Linked DNA regions of Gossypium hirsutum: region 2 is linked to region 1. A link is a contact called in public Hi-C data. All regions are on one chromosome and are shown on one strand. The core of a region is the stretch at or near the end of the contact, and the rest is flanking DNA. Distances in the headings are between cores, read along the strand shown. Region 1 has its middle 26 kb from the start of LOC107887617. Region 2 holds the start of LOC107886305 (anthranilate synthase beta subunit 1, chloroplastic).

What was found. A called contact is a pair of places that touch in the nucleus more often than the background predicts.
Region 2: a contact with region 1 is called in a Hi-C map of leaf, with 4 times the contacts expected there. The contact joins the promoter of LOC107886305 here to the enhancer-like site in region 1. A contact is called at or near these places in 3 of 34 Hi-C or Micro-C datasets (all in leaf).

What each region holds. Positions count from the first base shown.
Region 1 is chrA03:74,118,200-74,121,712 of Gossypium_hirsutum_v2.1, forward strand. It overlaps the pseudogene LOC107886302. Among protein-coding and RNA genes, the nearest start is that of LOC107887617, 26 kb to the left of the region's middle. Within about 2 kb of position 1,807, at least 8 of the 9 cell types and tissues checked have an H3K27ac peak or open chromatin away from gene starts, as enhancers often do. A contact at or near this core is called in leaf, where this site is marked.
Region 2 is chrA03:74,280,434-74,284,204 of Gossypium_hirsutum_v2.1, forward strand. It overlaps LOC107886305 (anthranilate synthase beta subunit 1, chloroplastic), which reads right to left and starts at 2,246. Exons shown (of 8, transcript XM_041099097.1): 1 at 1,862-2,246; 2 at 1,602-1,765; 3 at 734-804; 4 at 549-586; 5 at 334-444; 6 at 53-152. The coding sequence starts at 1,976.

The DNA of each region.
Region 1 (3,513 bases), core at 557-3,056:
AGACCATGTTTGGAACATGGCATCGGTAATTCACCCTCTTGTGTAAAGCTTGTCAAATATCCTTTAGTATTTCAAATGGTTTCACGGGCTATTTTAAAAGCTTATGACAATGATATAGAATGATATAATCATGTTGTGAGTGGTACAGGTTCTTATTTGAAACTCATGAGATTTGAGTCAGTTATGAATGACGCGAGTAAGTTCTAGTTATGAAAATGATCTTGGGACGATATTGAAATCTTTAGTTTATACTTGCGATATATATAAGCATGTAGTGATATTTACCCATGTTCACTCAAGAATGTTGTGTGGATTTATAATATGCATGGTTGATGTAGTTACTTACTTATATGCAACTTACTAAGCGTTATGCTTACTCCCTCTCCTTTCTATTTCCTTACAGTGCCACCAAGCTAGTATCGGAGATCAAGGGACGTCGGAGGCATCGATCACACTATCACTTGAACCTTTAGTATAGCTAGTTTAACATTTGATTTTGGCATGTATAAGGACTTGAATCTTTTGTTCAATGTCTTGTTAGTTTAGCCACAAGGGTTGGCTCATATAATGGATGTGATATTCATTTTGTATAGGCCATTAATGTTAGCTAATATTGATTATTATTAAATGCATTTGATGCAAATTTCTCATGGTTGTGGTTGATTTGGTTATATGTGTTATGCTTGGATTGGTTTTGGTTGATATTGTGTAGGTTGGTGCAAGTAAGGGTGGCAAAAAGGCTTGGTAAATAGCCTTATTTTTGTCCACACGGGGAGACACACAGGTGTGTGTCTAAGCCGCGTTTGACACATGGTCTGCCTCATGAGTGTGTAGTCTAGTCATGTGTCTCCTGCACCTTAATTTTACAAGTCATTATGCATGGTAGTAAATATATGGGCAGAGACACGGCCGTGTGTCTCAGCTGTGTGGAGGACACGGCCTAACATACGGGCGTGTGCCTTGGCCGTGTACCCTTAATTAGTTGATGATATTAGAAACAGAATGTCAATGTTTTTGTACACGGGCTGAGACACGGGCGTGTCATGGCCATGAGAAGGACACGGGCCATGGACACAGGTGTGTGCTAGGCCGTGTGAATACCTCTATAGGTTCGAATCGAAAAATAAATTCGCACGGGCTAGGGACATGGGCGTGTCCCGATATGTTCAGGCCGTGTGAGTCGCACAGGCCTTCAACATGGCCATGTTAAGAAGACACACGGGCGTGTGCCCCTATCAACTTAAAATTTTACAAAGTTTTCTAGAATGCACTGATTAGTCTCGAATCAATTTCAAAGTGTGTTCGGGGCCTCGTAAACCTATAGTAGGGACATTAAGGCATTATGAAAAGTTTTAATTTGGAGCGAAATTTCATATCTAGAAAGTGTATGTTTGTATGTATTTAAGTTCGGTAACACCTTGTATCATGTCCCGGCGTCGAACTTGGATAAGGGGTGTTACAATTTATGAAATTCATGAAAGCCTATTTAACAGTAATTTTAAAAATGGTAAGGAATTTATGAGTGTTAATAATTATGGTTTCTATACTTTGTAAATATATATTACATTGAAATCCAATTAATTTTTTCATAATATATACCATTTATATAACAAATGGAATTCCAAGCACAAAATAAAAGTATTGTGAAATTTAGAACCAAATTAAAAATGGAGGACCTCGTATGAAATTAATCCCAAAAGATTGCATTTTTTAAGGGAAAATGATGCCTGTGGGGCATCAGTGGCAGCAAGCCCACATGGCCGACATCCACATCTCCCACACACATTGAGTGGGCGCGGTAAGAAGTCTTAAGATAAGATTGATAAATAAATAAAAAAATAAAAACGTAAAAGTGTGAATACAAGAATGATGAAATATTGTGGTTTTGGTCCCCAGCTCATCTCCAACTTATTCCATCAACATCTTCTATTTCATTCTTTCAAATTTCTACCAACTTCTCTTTCTCCACCAATTACTAAAACAAAACTCATAAATTTTGAATTATGATACACAGTGACAACAACGTATCTGCAAAAATCTTAAAAATTCGATCTAGTTTTACTTTGAAAAGCAAAGAAGAAAGTGGGAAAGCAATATACATAAATAAAATGTGCATTAAACTATTACTACAACATAAATAAATCTAAAAAAAGAAGAAAAAAGGAAGAACAGATCAAAGCAGAGCCAAGGGAAAAAAACCTTTCTACTTTATTTCTTTAGATATATATTATTCAAGGTACTATGATGTACAGGCAAAACACTGTTCCCTTTCAAAACGACCCCCGCATTTCTTTCTCCAAACATCTTTCTCTTTCTTTTTTCTTTATTTGTGGTCGTTACTTTTTGTGCTCTGCTGCGAGATTTGTTACTGGTCAATCTGCAGGATTTGATTTTAATTTAGAAAAAATATAAACAGTGAAGGTGCTCTTCTCAATTTGCCTTTGTTGCTTTAAACTAAAACACCACTTTCATGCTTGGAAGCTAACATGATTAGTGTTGTTCCTCTGTGAAATCCCATTTTTTATTAAATATAGCAAGAGAAAAAAAAGAAAACCTCATTTAATGAGATATTTTTGGAGTTTGAGCTGTTTTGCATCTTTTGGAACTCATGCTTGTCTCTGGGAATTGATAACTTTCCTTGTATGGTGAGTCCATGTTAAGCTTAGATATGAAGTGGGTATCAAAGAAAGAAGAAGAAAAACAAGTTGAGATGGTATTGTGCATTTGGTAATGGGTCTTAAATTGCAGCAAAGCCATCACCACCAATCAGTGGCTGTCAAAGGGAATGAACAAATGGGGACCAAAAGAGGATACACATTTATTCAGTCTAACAGGGCTTGGTTACCAAAATTTCTTTTGCTTTGGGTAATGGTGATGGGTTTTATCAGCACTTGGATCTACAAAAAAATGGATGCTGACAACAACGTGAGGAGGGAAGAAGTACTAAGTAGCATGTGTGACCAAAGGGCGAGGATGTTGCAGGATCAGTTCTGTGTTAGTGTTAACCATGTTCATGCCTTAGCCCTTCTTGTCTCCACTTTCCATTACTACAAGAATCCATCTGCTATCGATCAGGTTTGTAAAATTTAGTTTTGGTCTTGAAAATCCTGAATGACATATGAGTTGGTTGTGGCTTATTTTGCAAGAAATGCAGGAGACCTTTGCGGAGTACACTGCTAGAACTGCTTTCGAGAGGCCATTGCTTAGTGGGGTGGCCTATGCAGAAAGAGTGGTACATTCTGGGAGCGAGAAATTTGAGAAGCAACATGGCTGGACAATAAAGACAATGCAGAGAGAACCTTCTCGTCTCCGAGATGAATACGCTACCGTGTTATTCTCTCAAGAAACTATTTCTTACATTGAATCACTTGACATGATGTCTGGGAAGGTAAATACTTTGCTGTTTATGGTTATTAGGCTTTTTCATTTAATTTGATTGTTAGAATTGACTGCTAATGTGCAGGAGGATCGAGAGAACATCGTAAGGGCTAGGGCTACTGGGAAAGCTGTCCT
Region 2 (3,771 bases), core at 996-3,495, 160 kb after region 1:
CATAATTGAAGAATTTTAAACCGAGAATCACGTTAGAAGAAGTAATGCATACTTTGACAATCCAGCCAACAACCCATCTTCCCCCTTCTCATCATGATACACGAGAGAACTTGTGCCATGCATAACACCGTAGGGAGATCGGATTATCTTTCCTGCATTTTCAATTAAGTCAAAGATCCCTTTAAAATCCCACCAGCAAGCAGCTAATCTTCCATGATTTTCATAAACAAATAAAAATAAATGTCAATTTAGCCTTCTTAGCATAAATATTGTGTTGTGTAGAAACATTATTAGCATAAACAACAGTTGCTTAAGGTATCCTAGAATGCTCACCTCCAAAAGCGTCACCGATGCACTGCAAACCCATACAAACACCAAACAAAGGTACAATAGGTCCAAGTTCCAAAACTGTTTTCAATGATATTCCAGAATCTTGGGGTGTTCCTATATGAAGGATAGAATACAAAGTATACATCAAATGCTTAAATATGAAAATTCTCATGTTTAATTTATTTATAGTTTGAAAAAAATATATAACAAACTATTACCTGGACCAGGAGAGATAAGCACTCCCCTAGGATTTTTCCTACAAATATACAAGAAAAGTGTCGTTATTGAATCAAATATTTCGAGATTATATGTTAACAAGTAATCATTCACCACCCAAGTAACCATCATGTTAAATGAGTGGATTATAAAAACACATTGCAGCAGTAAGAAGCTTAGTTCTTACATTTTTAACTCTTCTACTGTCAACTCATCATTTCGATAAACCTCAAAATGACATCCAAGCCCTCCCACATACTACAAAATTATAGGTAAACTCTGAGGACATTCAACATGATGAAGAAACAACATTTCAAGTACTGGAAATTCTGTAATGTAAATTCTATTATTCATTTCGTAAGGTGATGATAAAAACGAACAGTAGACCTTCTTAAAAGGAGAAAGACAAGAATCAAGCAGGGACGGTCCCCACATTCGTGTGGTCAAATATAATTCTATTCCCTAATACTGTCTGTTTCTCAACATTTTTTCTTACCATAAAAAAAAGGGAAGATAAAGTCTTTTTTTTATTGCAATTGTGGCAATCTCTGACCAGAGACTTTGCACTTGCTGTTGAGTACTGAATTTCATTGGTCAAGACCATCAAATTGGACCTCCATTATAAAGGATGCCGAATTCAAATCACCACAGTATAGGTAACTTTCAACACAACACATCATTTTTCTGGTTGATACCCACAAACCATATTTGCCTTCAATTGACAATTAGCCATAACGAAATTACAACGTTTCTATACCATATACATGCATGTATACATACAAACAAACATATATGATATATTATAAGGAAAAAAACATATCTAATAAAGTACTTTCTTCCTATTATAGTCAAGTTAATTGGGTTTCTTAACTTTAATAAAATTCTCAAGTCTTCCCTATATTCTCACGCATAGTGAAAACTGGAAACGAGTAATTCTATATTGTTTTCGTAAAGATTTCTAGGCAATCAACAGCGTTTCAGAATCAAGGGAAACTCAGAGAAGACGAAAGATTAGACAGAGAGAAGGAAACAAATTTTTGAAGATGCAATTAAACCTGGCAAAGATTGTAGGTGAAACTATCATAATTGTCAATGACGATAATGGGATTCTTGCTGATTTTCTTGTTTTCCGGAATTGAAGATGTTGAATCCGATACAGCCGATGCGAATGAGAGTTTTCCCACAACCCCACTTCTCTTGATTGGCAAAAAACAAACATCTGCAAAGCAAACCAGAAAAAGAACGTCCCTGTGATACTCTGTACGAGAGAGAGAGAGAGAGAGAGAGAGAGAGAGAGAGAGAGAGAGAGAGAGACTTGATGAAGGAGAGAGCTTGGAGAGGTGAGACAGAGACGGGTTTTGAAGGGATTTAGCAGAAAGTGAAGGTTTTGGATGAACCAGAGATAAGTGAGTAATAAAATTAGCCGCCATTTTTCTAGTAATGAGTGAAAGTATTAGAATGTGGGAAGGGCAGTTCAGGTTCACCGTTTCTCGGAGAATAAGACTGAGAATGATTCAAGTAGTGAGAATTTTGTTTATATAGGAACATCTTTTCAATGTTCAGTGTTGAGATCCAGAAATGGAAACGTGTAGTGTAATTTGGACAACTCTTTTTAGGATGGTGAATTGTATCCTCTTCAATCGTTGTTTCTATGGATTATGGAAGGAAATCTGAATTCTTATTGGGAAATCTAAAATATGATTGGCATGGAGCCAGCCTGTTGCTACTTTTATTTATAGATTAAGGAATATTTTGTTGAAAATTTTGTTTATTTCTATTATTGCAATCCGATCCTTACACAACAAAATAATATATAAACATTGATTATTTTGTTAGTCAGACTAGTTTTTAATAATAAAAATAGATAGTATTATTAACAAAATGACTAATTTATTTTTTAATCTAAAATTAATTTATCAATTTCTTCAATATAATTATTATAGGTATTTTAATAAATTAAATTATTATAAATATTTATAAATTTAATTTAAGTTTTTATATTTTCTTTAAATATATAATTCATACAGGATTTCACCCTTGTGATTTAATAATGATGAATATCAAATCCAACCAAACAAAATTGACTCAAAAATAAAATTTGTATATAGTGAAATAAATAGGTGTAAAATAAAAAGTAAAGGAAAAAATAAAATTAAAATTGCTAAAATGAAAATCGTAATTAAAACTTGATCATTCAATATAATAAGAATATAGTTAAAGGCAAAATGCATTAGTTTGATTAATAACAAAATTTTCGATAATGACGTAAAATTTGTTCATTATTTTTCAAAAATATATTTATGATTTAATTTAAAATATAATAATTTATCAATAAAAGATTCATCTAACAAGCAACAAACATACAATTAAAGTCATTTAAATTATTTTATATATTTATATAATATATTCGACCATGTTATTTGTCATAAATATTAAAATAATTAAATAACTACGAATTTAAAAATTTTAATTGCAAACTATCAAATATGTTATTTACATTTAATAAACATGAATATTTAGTAAGAAAGAATAAAAATCAATTTCTTTTTTGATTAAAAAGAAAAGTTTAGTAACTCATAATAAAAGAAAAACAAAAAATAAAAACTCCGAAATTTCACTCTCTTCTATTGAAACCTGCAGGCAACTAAAACCCTAAAAGAAAAATAAATAAAAATGGAATCATATTTGTTTCCCTCGAAGTAAAAAAAAAAAAAAAGATAACAATAACCAAGTCTATATTTAATTTTCCTAATTAATCCTAACTAAAAACATATGCACAATTGAATTTATTAATATATTCCATATGGATTACTTGTGCACAAGGAATTAGTAGTGAGTAGAATGAGCTTGCGCCTCATGTTGTTTTCAACAAAATATCACATATATAATAATAGTAACAAATATGTCTAAATATTTTAATAATTAATTTCTAATTGATCATGGGTAGATTAGAAAATATGGTTAATGTTCAAAAGTTATATATATTAGAGTTATGGTCTCGAAATTACACATATGTAACTTTCTTAATATCCCATTTTAAAAAAAAAGAGAGCTACCTTCTCTAAATTACTTGTGTGCTAATTTGGAAGACCAAAACTATAAAATCTGAAGATTTCAAGAAATCACTAGATTCAGATACGCTTCCGCGTCTTCTTTTGTTTTTGATTTATTATTAATGATTTGACACGATAGATCCTGGTTTGTTAAGTTTTATATTAGATCTTG